Regions from separate parts of the Mus musculus genome. Here all the other regions are linked to region 1. Evidence: chromatin contacts called from public Hi-C and HiCAR-type data. All regions are on one chromosome and are shown on one strand. Each heading gives the region's core, a stretch centred on a gene start, on an enhancer-like site or on the middle of the called end of the contact. The rest is flanking DNA. Distances are from core to core; before and after follow the strand shown.

Region 1 (4,435 bases), core at 324-2,823:
GGTGAACTGGATGTTGATGGGGTCGTAGCAGGACAAGAACCGCTGGTTGTACCGCAGCTGGGCTAGGTTCTGTTCCTTGCCACCGGCTGCCACGATGTTATCCAGGAGCAGGGTCCCCGGCAGAGGGGCATCCACGGAGATGACTGTAGTCAGGTCTGGGAGTCTCTCACTCTTCAAGGCCCCTGGCTGAGCCTTTTCCAGCTCAGGACAGACCTGCTTCAGGATGTCGTAGTACTGCTGGGTCTTGAATTGTTTGGGAAACACAATACCTTTGCAGCCTACCTTTCTGAGGACATATTCCAGTTCTGAGGACTGGTAGGCTGGGTTCACAGACACCAGGATGATGCCTGCCTGGGCAGTAGCCAGCTGAATAAGTACCCAGGCATAGGAGTTGGGTCCCTGCATGCCCAGCCGGTCACCCTTGCGGAGGCCAATGCTCAGAAGACCAGAAGCAGCTTTGTCCACCTCCTCCTTGAGCTGCGCAAAGTTCAGCCTGATGTTTTCATGGAGGATAACCAAAGCCTCTCTGTCGGGGAACCTCTGCGCTGTGGCGTCAAGGCACTCGCCCACAGTTGTGTTCACAAGATGGGAGTCGGTGTGGCCCTGAATGTAGCTGAGGCCTCCAATGGGCAAGGGGTTGGTGCAGTTCACCATTCCAGAACTGAGAGCGCGGACACTCTGCAACTTCGAGTTCGGCCGAGGGCGAGTGAGCAGCGTCCGGGGGCCCCGCGCCCCCAGGCTCGCGATACACAGCCTCCCGAAGCGCAGCATCCCGTGATAGACAGCCATGGCTCGCTTCCGCCGCGGGTCTGGGCCAGGAGTAAAACTCCACAAGAGTTTTTTTATTTTCCAATTCTAAAGACTGTAATGAGAGAGTCTTTTAGAGGCTAAGAGGCTTTGTTGATTAAAATGATGTAATAGTAATAATAATAATAATAATAATAATAATAATAATAATAATAAATTAAACCATGCAGATGGCTCAGAGGGTAAAGACACAAACGTGACAATTTGGTTCAATCTCTGGGACCCAGAAAGTAAAAGTAGACAACTAACTTCCTCAAGTTGTGTTCTGACAACGTTGTGGCACGGCCCTCCAACCAATCAATCAATCAACTAATCATCAATCAACCAATGAGCCAATTGTTCAATCAATGTAATAAATTTAAAAAGAAATATAAAGTGCACATGTGGAATGAAATACCAATAACGTTAGTTAGTTCGTTAGCTAGCTGGTTAGTTAGTTAAAACAGTACTGCTTGTATGGTTGCTCATTTCGATTATCCAAGCCTGTCTCTGGAGACTGAGGCAGGCGAGTTAGAGAGCAGCTCTAAACTACACACTAAACTACAAATCCCTTCATTCTTTGTGGCATTGAGGCGCCACGTACCCTGAAGGATGCGGAAGTCTTGTTCGCATGCCCAATCGTACCTCGACGCTTGTGAAACGACGGCAAGATGGCCAATCCCGAAGCAGCGTACCCTGCGGAGTCCCGCCTCCGCGTTGCGCTGACGGGTCGCGGGCGGATACGCGGCCTTCTGAACCTTCCCTGCCTCCCTGCTCCCGGCCTCCAGTCTTCAGCTCGGCCATGGCTCCCAAAGGCGGCTCCAAGCAGCAGTCCGAGGAGGACCTGCTCCTTCAGGATTTCAGCCGCAACCTGTCGGCCAAATCGTCGGCGCTGTTCTTCGGGAACGCGTTCATCGTGTCTGCCATCCCCATCTGTGAGCTTCGGGCGGGCGGCGGTGGCGGCGGGGACGTGGCGGGCGCGGCGGGGAGGCCTAGTGTCCGGAGCAGCGTCCTCGGGAAGTCACTCGCGGCGTGCTTCTGAGCCGGGCGCGGGTTCTGGCCCGGAATCTCTTTTTGGTACACTGCCCTTCTCCTCACCACTGTTGGACACTAGGATGTCTTTAATGAACCGGGCGGGGGAGCCACTGATAAACCTTCACTGAATTAGCAGCGTGACCCGTGGCAAACCTCCCCTTACTCCCGAGCATCCTTTGGACGTGCAGAATGCCAAGTTAGGCCTTGCCCGAGGTCCGCGATCAGCCTTGTTTAGGATTTCAATAACTCCTAGAGAGCAGCTCGAGCCTTCTCGATTGAATGAGAAACTGCCCACTTGAAGGCCAAAACTGTCTCCAAGTCCAGGTTTTCCGAGTTTCCTGTCTCCTGACCCGCACTGCCGCAGTGCTGCAGGCCAATCATGTCCAAAAAAAGTTCTTTGTTATTTTGGCCTTGTAAAAAGCTCAGCTTGCAGTGAATGTGGTGTGGAGCCCCCTGGGTTCACTGGCCCGACAAAGCATTGTTTGGATTTCAGTGAGCAGCCACGTCAGCAAGTTAACCAAAGTTTTGGGACAGCGGTTGATTTAAAATGGCCCGTGTTTTAACTTCCTAGTATTCCATGAGTGAAATTGTTATTATTTGTAATCCCCACTCCCAGTTTGTTCTCAAGTTAGAAGATGAAATTTCTAGACTAGCAATATCCCCACAGCCTACCTTTCTGTACTGGGAAAGCCCTGAACTGGGACAAACCCAGTTTATTGTCTATCTCACCTCTAGTGAAGTTTTTCGGATACTGGGTGGGATTTACTGACTCTCATTTACCTGGCTTAGCTGTAGTCTGGCATGTGCAATGGGGCAGTGATGTTGTGTGTCCCTTGCTTTTGTCTTATCTCAGGGTTGTATTGGAGAATATGGCATATGGATCTCATCCAGTCTGCTGTGCTCTACAGTGTGATGACCTTAGTAAGCACTTACTTAGTAGCCTTCGCGTACAAGAATGTAAAATTTGTTCTGAAGCACAAGTAAGTACCCTAAACCCAACCCCAGTCTGCATATTTTATGTTAGGGGGTCTTAAACATGATTTATAAGCATTAGTTTGAAATGTGTATGTAGTTAATCGTGAACCATATGACACTTCTGTGGAAATAGGTTTTGAGGGTGGAGTTTGAATATTCATTCCCAGTCTTCAATTGATGGTTTGGTCAGAAAAACAAGTCTATTAAATCAATGAATGTTTCCGAAACTCAGTGGATTTCTTTCTAGAAATTATTTTAGGCTGCCCATTTACTAATTTTGGAAGCAAAAAATTAAAAATTCTCTGACATTTTCAATGCCAGTTACTTTTTTTTTTTTTTTTTTTAATCTTGTAAGTCTATTCACTGTAGAAGACAACCCTATTTCTTGAATTTCAAGATCACGTATAAGACGAATTATTTTACTAGCTTTAGGAGAAGAAAACCCAAGTTTTTTTTTTTTTTTACACAAAGTTCTTTCTTTTTAAAAAATTTTTATATGAGTATACTATAGCTGTTTTCAGACACACTAGAAGATAGCATTGGATCCCATTACATATATTCTATGAGCCACCATTTGGTGGCTGGGAATGGAACTCAGGACCTCTAGAAGAGCAGTTAGTGTTCTTTAACCACTAAGCCATATCTCCAGCCTGGAAAACCTAAGTTTTACCTCAGTAAATTTTTATGTTTTAAGCACTTGTGTACTCTGCTTTCCTAAAAATAAAACAGGAGGGTGTAGCAGGCTATTCCCTTATTTGTTCAATAGGGCCTTTTAGGTTTTTCTTTGAAGTATTATTATTTTTTTTAAAAATAATTAACTCTTTTACTTTTGAACTGCGCTTGTGTGTTTGTGTCTGTGGTTTGGTGTGTCTCTTGCCTGAGGGGCCAGAAGATAGTGATAGATTTCTGGAACTGGAATTGCACATAGTTCTGAGCCACCTGATAGAGGTGCTGGGAACTGAACTCAGCTCTTCTGCAAGAGCAATGTGTACTCTTAACTATTGAGCCTTCTCTTGAGCTTCTAAAGTAATTTTTTAAAGGCAGTAGGTATTCCGATCTTAAATTTGTCATCTATTTACTGTTTTAAAATTTCTCACAGTATCCACACTTGACTAGAAACTAGTTTTGTTTAGATTGATATAGCAGTCTGCATCTGGTCTCTTGAAACAAAATTTAGAGTGTACTCTGACACACATTGCTTAAAGCTATTTGATGATACTTTTCCTTGCATTGTTTATATTTTATGGGATAAAAAATCACACATGCTCGTGAGGGGCTGGAGTGGTGGCTCATTGGTTAAGCTACTCGATGCTCTTCCAGAGGACTCAGTTTCAATTCTCAGCACCCACATGGTAGCTCACAACTGTCTGTAACTCTAGTTTTAGGGGATCTTATGCCTCCTGGTCTTGGGTACCAGGCATGCCTGTAGTGTACAGATATACAAACAGGCAAAATACATCACCATCATCTTTTTTTTTTTTTTTCCAAGACAGGGTTTCTCTCTGTGTAGTCCTGGCTGTCCTGGAACTCACTTTGAACACCAGGCTGGCCTCGAACTCAGAAATCCGCCTGTCTGTACCTCCGGAGTGCTGGGATTAAAGGCGTGTGCCACCACCATCATCATTTTTAAAGATCACAT
Region 2 (4,452 bases), core at 826-3,325, 400 kb before region 1:
GGAATCTGCTCTAGTATCATGGTCTTGCTATCCACGTGCATTGGGTAGGGTTCTAATTTCCCTAGGTATGACTTCCCTCTTTTAAGCCAGCCTTAAGTTCAGTTGTAAAGCTGTCAGTTGGTTATTGCCGACACACAGCATCACTACTGCCCCTTTAGGGATATCTTACGTGATGGTGTCTATTATGGTTCATAACGGCCACAGCTGCATGGAACTATGACGATTTCCTCCCTTTGTAGCTTTCACTTCATGGTACTTGTGAAAGTTAGTCCTCAGGGGGCGTTTAAGTCGGCTCTGGCTCACTCCTCCTCACAGTTCTATGTCCACAGTGCACAGTGTCTTTAGTAAATTTCTGGGGAAGCAACCAAGCACAACAGCAATAGCTTATATTGTTTTAGAGACCCTCTTAGATTCTCCTGGCCAATGAAAGGAGGTTTCTCACATCAGGTACTGGGCTGGGGGAGGTTATTAGATTAGACAATCTATGGCTCTTTGGAGGAGTCTTATCATCGCAAGGGGGTGTAACTTTACTTAGCTACATATATACGTATTCACATATATGTATTGTATGTGAGTTTAGGTAAATATAAAACGATGATTCTCTATATGTTTTTCAAGCATCCTAAGCATTATTTATTCCCCTTCCTCTCTACTTCCACTCTCTTAAACCAATATAATTCCTAGCTTCACTCTAAATATTTATCCTTACACCCACAGATAATGTAACTCATACCCCTCAAAAAAGCTTCTCTTGGAAGCAGAAGGAGATCATTACAAAAAACCATAACTAGCCAAAAATACAGACAACAACTGAGTGTGGGTTACCCAGCCACAACTGATACATCCACAACACAACTCCTGTACCGAAGGTACAGATTGTAAGACTGTAAGAGGCAGAGAGCCAGCAAGTCTGCTGTGAGATTGTGCCTTCTAGTTATAGGGAAGCCACACCCGTAAATCTAAACATGGCTGCCTAAATAGAACCTGAACAATTCCAACATTGGTTGACAACCCAGTGTAGATGGGATGTGGGAAGGGCAGGAATCTCATAAAGCCTCACTCCTATATAAAGAGATACAAGCATTTAATAACTGATGAGAGAGGGAGAATTAGTTTCCCTAGGGATAAGTCCCCTAAATCATTATCCACTACCAAGTGCTTACCCTAGAAACATGCATATAGGCAAAGCTGAACAGATTCAGCAAGCAAGATGTATTTATATATTTGTTTTACGCACGCACGCGCACACACACACATACACACACACACGCACACACACACACACACACACACACTCACACACACACACACACACGCACGCACACACACACACACTCACACACACACTCACACACACACACATACACACACACACACACACACACACACACGCACACACTGGTTAAAGAGGAGAAGGCCATGAATTTCAGAGGGAGAGGAGACATAGGATAGGAAGGAGGAAAGGGGGAATGATGTAATTCTAGTTTAAGGTTCTGCAGACTTCAGCAGTTCTCCACAGACTATTTCCTTATATTTTCCCTGTCCTTTCTAATGCCCAAAGCCCATTTTTATGCTTTTAAGTCACCATTCTGAAATGTACAAGAACTTAATTTGTGTTTTTAAAGTGAAATGAGATAGATATGGTGGTTTGAATAAAATGACCCTCATTGGTCCATAGGGAGTGGCACTTAATAGGAGGCATGGCCTTGTCAGAGTGGGTGTAGCCTTGCTGGAGGAAGTATGTCACTGTGGGGCCGGGCTTTGAGGTCTCCTATGCTAAAGTGTGGCACACAGTTTCCTTCCACCTGTGGATCAAGATGTAAAACTCTCAGCTCCTCCCGCAGCACCATGCCTGCTTGCACTCTTTCATGTTTCCTCCATAACAATAATGGACCCCTGAAACTGTAAACCAGCTCAAATGAAATGTTTTCCTTTATTAGAGTTGCTGTGGTCATGGTGCTTCTTCACAGCCATAGAAACCTCACTACGACAAGTTGGCACCAGGAGTGAGGTATTGCTGTGGTAGGCCCAGCCATGCTTTTGTTTGGAGGAATGTGGACTCTGGAACTTTGGACTTTTAGAAATGTAGTTGAACACTAAGTGGGGGTTAAAGGGCGAGCACAGTAGGAACATGGAAGACAGTGGTGCTGAGGGTGAGCTGAACTGCAGGGTCCAGGCTTGAGGTTTCAGAGGAGAAGAAGATTTCTATGTGTTCTATGTGTTCTAAAGACTATTCTTATAATATTTTGGCTAACAATTGTGGCTGCTTTTTGCTTGTTTGAAAAATCTGCCTGAGGCTAAAGTGAAGAGTTTTGTATTAATTCTGTTGGCAGAGGAAATCTCAAAACAACCTAGTATTGATTCTGTTGTGTGCTTTTTAGTGTTCACTCTTATGAATATCTGTAACGAAAAGGAGCATGCTGAACAACGAAAAATACAAAACAGAGAAAAAAGGCACCATAGAAGTAGAATGAAGCTAAATCCTGTGTTCAAGGAGATAAACAGATTAAAGCCTGGCATTAAAGGGAATAAAGGGAGTAGTGACCTTAGGGCAAGATCCTACCCAGTGAGGCTTCCAACTTATGAAAAAGAATTAAAGAATAGGGTGGTGGTATATGCCTTTAGTTCCAATACTCTGGAGACAGAGGCAAGCAGATCTCTGAGTTCAAAGCCAGCTTGTACTACAATAGCCAAGCTTAGGCAGTGGAGTTAACCACTGAAAACAAAACCCAGTGAAGATATAAGCTTTTGAATGAAGAGCTATGTTCCAGCCTCAGTGAACAGCAGAACTTGGCAGCTTAGGCCATGTGGTTCTAGTTTTAGAGTCAAGGACAGAAGGAAGGTGTTATAGAAGTTCCCTCCTCGACTAAGAGAAGCTGCCGAATCCAGGCATGTGTCAGGTGTGCCCCTGCATGGAGGCCTAGAGTGGCCATGGTGTGTAGCTGGGAAGGTGAAGCCTGAAATGCCTTGGAGACCCAATGATGTAAGAGATTCTAGAGACGTGCTACCTGCTGAGGAGAGCTGCTAACAGGGAGTGGAACCAGCCAAAGAGAAAGAAGTGTGTTGCAGTCAACGAGATGAAAGAAGGTGGAGATCTGAAGAGCATGTTGACATCAGATATGGAGATGCGGAGTTTGGAGTTTGCTCAGCTGGTTTTCAGTTTTGTTTTGGTCTAGTATTTCCTCAGTACGCTCCCTTTTGGAAACTGTAGTGTATATCCTGTGCCACTGTATGTTAGAAGTACGTGGTCTGTTTTTCATTTTGACTTTTACAGGGGTTACAGTTAAGAGACTGCATGAGTCTCAGAAGAGACTTTGAACTTCAGACTTTTAAACAGTGCTGATGCTATGATAGACTATGGGGACTTTTGAAGTTGGACTAAATGCATTTCACATTATGACATGGCTACAAGCCTATGGGTACTGGGGAATGGAATGTGGTAGCTGGAGTAAAAACAGCCCACACTCACAGATCCACAGTGAGTGACACTATTAGGAGGTGTGGAGGAAGTGCATCACTAGGGGGTGTGTTTTAAGGCCTCAGAAGCCCAAACCCAGGCTCGGTGGCTGTCACTTCTGCTGCCTGTTGATCCAGATGTAGAACTCTAGCTCCTTCTCCAGTACCATGTCTGCCTGCATGCTGCCATGCTTTCTGCCATGACAAGGATAGACTAAACCCCTGAACTGTAAGCCAGCCTCAATTAAATGTTTTCCTTTATAAGAGTTGCCATGGACATGTGTCTCTTCACAGTGCCATAACACTAACTAAGACAGTAGGTCAACTAAGCATGTGCTAGCGTCTTGGAGCCTCAATTCCAACCTCATCTCAGCCCTTGCCAGCTCCCTACATTATCCGTTTTCACCCACTGCTGCCACGGTCTGCTTCAGGTGGAGCAGGCCTCATACTAGGGAACCAAGCCAGTCAAGAGTCTATTCTTATACTCTGGTAGTGCCATGTCTGAGGGAGTGTGACATTAAATAAAAACAAAATCTACCCTAACAATTTGAGGGGAAGACTGTCACAGGAAAAAACTTTCAGTTTAAACAAAAGGGCCTACATTTTTATTTTGCACTTTGCCCTGAAAGTTATGTAGTAGGCTGGCATGTAGTATGTGCAAGTTAATATTATCTGTATAAAGTAACTTTGATTATATGTAATTAGAGAGGCTAACAAAAAAATCTCTAGCAAACTGGGGAAAATGTAGGCTGTGTCAAGAAGATATCAGAGCTCAAGTGTGCCTTGCTCTTTGCATTGTTTGAACTGAATTCAAGATATTAATTTTTGTCCTCATTAAATATGCATCATAGAATTTTAATAGTAACAACTAAAATAATAGAGATGAAATATTTTGCTAGTGAAAAAAATTACTGAGAAAATACACAAAACTCCGACAATCCTCCTTAAGAAGCCTATACTGAACAGAAAAAGATGGGGACTAGAAAGATTAAAATA
Region 3 (3,882 bases), core at 11-2,510, 490 kb before region 1:
AGTTTGGAATGAGCACTAGTTCTGGCTACCCAGTGTTAACATCAATACATTTGCATATGTTGGTTTGCATACCTTTAGAACATAGTAAATAATTATCCAAGAAATAGATGATCAGGACACATACCCTGAGACCAGTGGTGGTGAAAATCTCAAGGAGAGATTTGGATGTGTCTTAGTTAGGGTTACTATTGCTATGATGAGACACCATTATCAAAATCAACTTAGGAGGAAAGTGTTTGTTTCACTATGGTTTGGTATAACAATTCATCATCAAAAGCAGTGAGGACAGGAACTCCAACAAGGGAGAAACCTGGAGGTAGGAGCTGACGCAGGGGTCATGGAGAGGTGCTGTTTACTAACTTGCTCCTCATGGCTTACTCAGCCTGCTTTCTTATAGAAATCAGGACCACCAGCCCTTGGGATGGCCCCACCCACAATGGTCTAGACACACACCACCCATCACTACTTAAGAAAATGCCTTATAGGCTTGCCTACAGCCTATTTTTTTCTTAGTTGAGGTTTTCCTCTTCTCTGATGACTCTAGCTTGTGTCAAGTAGACATACATTAGCCAGCTCAGATGGTCTTCATAATGTTATAAAATCAAAGACTCTAACTTCCAGAGACCTGTGGGTAGTTTCCTTCTGGAAGATCCGTTGCGATTTTCTGTATTATAAAAAGTTGTTTCTAACTACAGGGTAGACCAGCTGGTAACACACTGGCAGCTATCCACTCATTTTGCTGCAAGGCTCCTTTCTAATGCCCTTCCTCAGAAGCATCCTGCTTCCTCAGATCTGGCTCAAGCTTCTGCCGACTTCTGGGTGTCCAGCACAGAGATCTGGCTGTGTTTCTCTTCAACTTTCAGTGCTTGCTGTTTTCCTTCCTGTTTTTCTACCTGTTTAGGTCTTTTGGTCTACAACATGATGCTGGAACAAGACAGGACTTGAGTCCAGTCACATCCTTCACCCCTCTACCCCACCCTCTGTTTTACCTTTTTGTTTTCTGAGATAGCATTTCTCTGTGTAGCTCTGGGTGTCCCGGAACTCACTCTGTAGACCAGGCTGGCCTTGAACTCAGAGAGATCTGACTGCCTTTGCATTTGCCTTCCGAGTGCTGAGTTCAAAGGTGTGAGTCACTATCACTGGCTGTATTTCATATCTTTCAAATGAATCTGTGTTAGTTGCTTTTCCAGTGTGGTGAAGAGACACTGGGACCAAGGAGAGTTACAGAAGAAAGCATTAATGGGAACTTACAGTTTCAGAGGGTGAGTCCATGCTCATCATGGTTGAGCGCATGACAGCAGGGAGGCACAGGGCTAGAGCAGTGTGACACCACCATCCTGACAAAGCAGAATGGGAATGGATATTTATCAATTACACATCTGATATAAGGTTAGTATCTAAAATATTTAAAGAAGAAAAAGGAGAAGGAGGAAGGAGGAGGGGGAGGAGGAAGGAGGAACGGGAGGAGGAAGGAGGAGGAAGAAGAGGAAGAAGGAGGAGAGAGAAGAAGGAGGGGGGAGGGGAGGGGTGGGGAGGGGAGGGGAAGGAGAAGAACCACTACCACCACCCTAGATATCAAGAAAACAAATAACCCAACTTAAAAATGGGGTACAGACTAAGCAAAGGCTTCTCAAAAGATAAAACACAAATGGATGAGAAACAAAGAAATGCCCAACACCCTTAGTCATCAGGGAAATGCAAATCAAAACTACTTCAAGATTTTTATCTTGGCCAGATTGGCCAAGATTAATAAAACAAATGACAGCTCATACTGGCAAGGGTGTGGGGTAAGACGAACACTCACTTGTTGCTGATGGAAGTGTAAACTTATGTGGCTGGGAATAAATATACTTCAAGATCCAACTATAGTACTCTGGGGCATATACCCAAAGAACTCTCCACTCTACTACAGACACTTGTTCATTCACGCTCATTACTGCTCTAGTCATAATAGCATGGAATTAGAAACAGCCTAGATCTGTATCAGTGGGTGAATGTGCAATTAAAAGGTGGTACCTTTATATAATGGAATGTTATTCAGCTGTTAAAAAAATACCAAATTATGTAATTTGTAAGTAAATGGATGGAGCTAGACAAAGATCATCCTGAGTGAGGTAACCCAGACCTCCAAAGACAAATATGATATGTTTAAGAGAATATCTTATGTATGGATGTTAGCATTTAAGCCTTCACTAGATATGCTACTATCAGTACAACCACAGAGATCATAGAGTATATTGTAGGTATATAGTAAACTAGGATGGGGTAGGATCTCCCAAGGAAGAGGAGATGGCATATACAGTTCAAGAGAGGTGGGGGATGGAGACTGAAAGACAATGCATATCTCATTGAACATGGTGAATCAGGTTGGTATCTAACTAGAGCCTTCGCCTGTACTGAATAGTATTCATGGTACTGGAAGGTACTGTGCATGATACCTGAAGAGAGTAAATGCCAATCCAGCTACAAACCCTGCAGTCTACAATGGTGATCTGTCTGCATAATACACTAGGGCACAAAAGTTGTGGGAGTCCCCAACCAGTCTATGATTGGACTTAAGGCCTAGTCCATGAGATGAGACCCATGCCTGACACTGTCAGAGTGGCCAAGAACCTGAGCCTTGATAGGCAATGGACCTAAGGGGAAACCAATTGTTCTGGTAAAGGAACACAGCAATAAAATGATTTCTAATGACTTCTGTTGTACTCATAGATCAGCATCTCACTTAGCCATCATCAGAGAAACTTCCAGGAGATGGGAACCAATACAGAGACCCTTAATTGGACAATGTGCAGAGACATTGGAAGACTTGGTCCTAAATGAGATGTCTTCATCACCCCACCCCCACCCCAGGACTCAGGAAGACTCTAAGAGCTGGAGGGGTGGATGATATCAAGTAAACTGTGTTTTCCAGACACAACAGGACTGACACATAAATGAACTCATCGGGACTGTGGCAGAATGCTTACAGCCTACACAAATCCAAACCAGATGAGATCCCTGCACTAAGATGGGGAGATGGATATGAACTCCCATCCCTGACCAAGAAGTTGTTTCCAATTGACAATTGCTTGCAAAGGAAAAATTAGTGTCTCCAAGGGAGTCTCTGGATATACAAACCACACTTAAGGGCAGGCCCCATGGCCAGGACAAGATGGTCAACACGAAGCAAAGTCAAAGGTACACATTGCTTTGTTTGGGCTTTTGTGTTTTTATGGATTTTGTGTGTGTCTGCATGCGTGTGTGCTTCTCATCCTCTTTCTTTCTTTTTCCTTTTTGTTTGTTCACTTGGTTTTATTCTTTTTTAAAATTTGCTTGTTTTACTAGTGAGAGAGAAAGAAAGCATAGAGTTGGATGGGTGAGGAGGTAGGGAGGGTGAGGGAGGAGATGAGGAAGGAAAAATTATGATCAGAATATATTGGGTTTTTTTTCCAGTTTAAAAAAAAAGACGGGGGGGGGGACCATCAACAAATTCCCATTTGTTTCCCCATTTATCACGCAGAACTTAAAGATTCCAGTAAAGATTCCAGTAAGATGGCTTCTATCCTGAAATTTTAGGGAGACTCTGGGGTAGAAAACCATCAACAAAGAAAATGTCTAGGTGTCTACCATTTTGCCCTGGCAAAACCAACCAAACAAACAAAAAAACCAAAAAAACAAAAGCCAAAAGAACCCCACTCTGTGTACTACCTGGTGGGAAAGATACCTTCGTCTTAGTTGTCTGGGAGGGCCTTGCCACAGGACATCGGGCAGAGGAAAGCTCCTACTGTTTCCAAACCATCCTCTGTGATGGATGCTCGGCCGCTTGGCGGCCACACCTGCCTCTGTTTGGTGCAGCTCCTCCAGAGAGAGGGAGTCTCCAAACCCCTATGGACTTGGCTT

What was found. Hi-C and Micro-C count contacts between places; a contact is called where the count stands out from the background. HiCAR-type assays count read pairs that join an accessible place to other places.
Region 2: a contact with region 1 is called in a HiCAR-type map of kidney, with 3 times the contacts expected there. The contact joins the enhancer-like site here to the promoter of Ssr3 in region 1. A contact is called at or near these places in 5 of 39 promoter capture datasets (the 3T3-L1 cell line, cranial neural crest, hippocampal neurons and 2 more), 2 of 115 datasets of contacts at active chromatin or transcription factors (embryonic stem cells and kidney) and 1 of 9 other capture datasets (liver).
Region 3: a Hi-C map of bone marrow-derived macrophages shows a contact between it and region 1, with 18 read pairs. The contact joins the enhancer-like site here to the promoter of Ssr3 in region 1. A contact is called at or near these places in 10 of 39 promoter capture datasets (the C10 cell line, cranial neural crest, embryonic stem cells and 6 more), 9 of 484 Hi-C or Micro-C datasets (the C2C12 cell line, bone marrow-derived macrophages, cerebellar granule neurons and 6 more), 8 of 115 datasets of contacts at active chromatin or transcription factors (astrocytes, embryonic basal ganglia, embryonic limb bud and 5 more) and 4 of 9 other capture datasets (embryonic stem cells, liver, macrophages and 1 more).

What each region holds. Positions count from the first base shown.
Region 1 is chr3:65,389,691-65,394,125 of GRCm38.p6, reverse strand. Ssr3 (signal sequence receptor, gamma) reads left to right here and starts at 1,573. Exons shown (of 5, transcript NM_026155.3): 1 at 1,573-1,721; 2 at 2,675-2,801. The coding sequence starts at 1,589. It also overlaps the pseudogene Gm5540.
Region 2 is chr3:65,792,549-65,797,000 of GRCm38.p6, reverse strand. All of the region lies in intron 9 of Lekr1 (leucine, glutamate and lysine rich 1), which reads right to left. Among named protein-coding and RNA genes, the nearest start is that of Gm25755, 23 kb to the right of the region's middle. Within about 2 kb of position 2,075, at least 13 of the 459 cell types and tissues checked have an H3K27ac peak or open chromatin away from gene starts, as enhancers often do. A contact at or near this core is called in kidney and liver, where this site is marked.
Region 3 is chr3:65,879,694-65,883,575 of GRCm38.p6, reverse strand. No RefSeq gene overlaps it. Among named protein-coding and RNA genes, the nearest start is that of Gm35039, 47 kb to the left of the region's middle. Within about 2 kb of position 1,260, at least 4 of the 459 cell types and tissues checked have an H3K27ac peak or open chromatin away from gene starts, as enhancers often do. A contact at or near this core is called in bone marrow-derived macrophages, where this site is marked.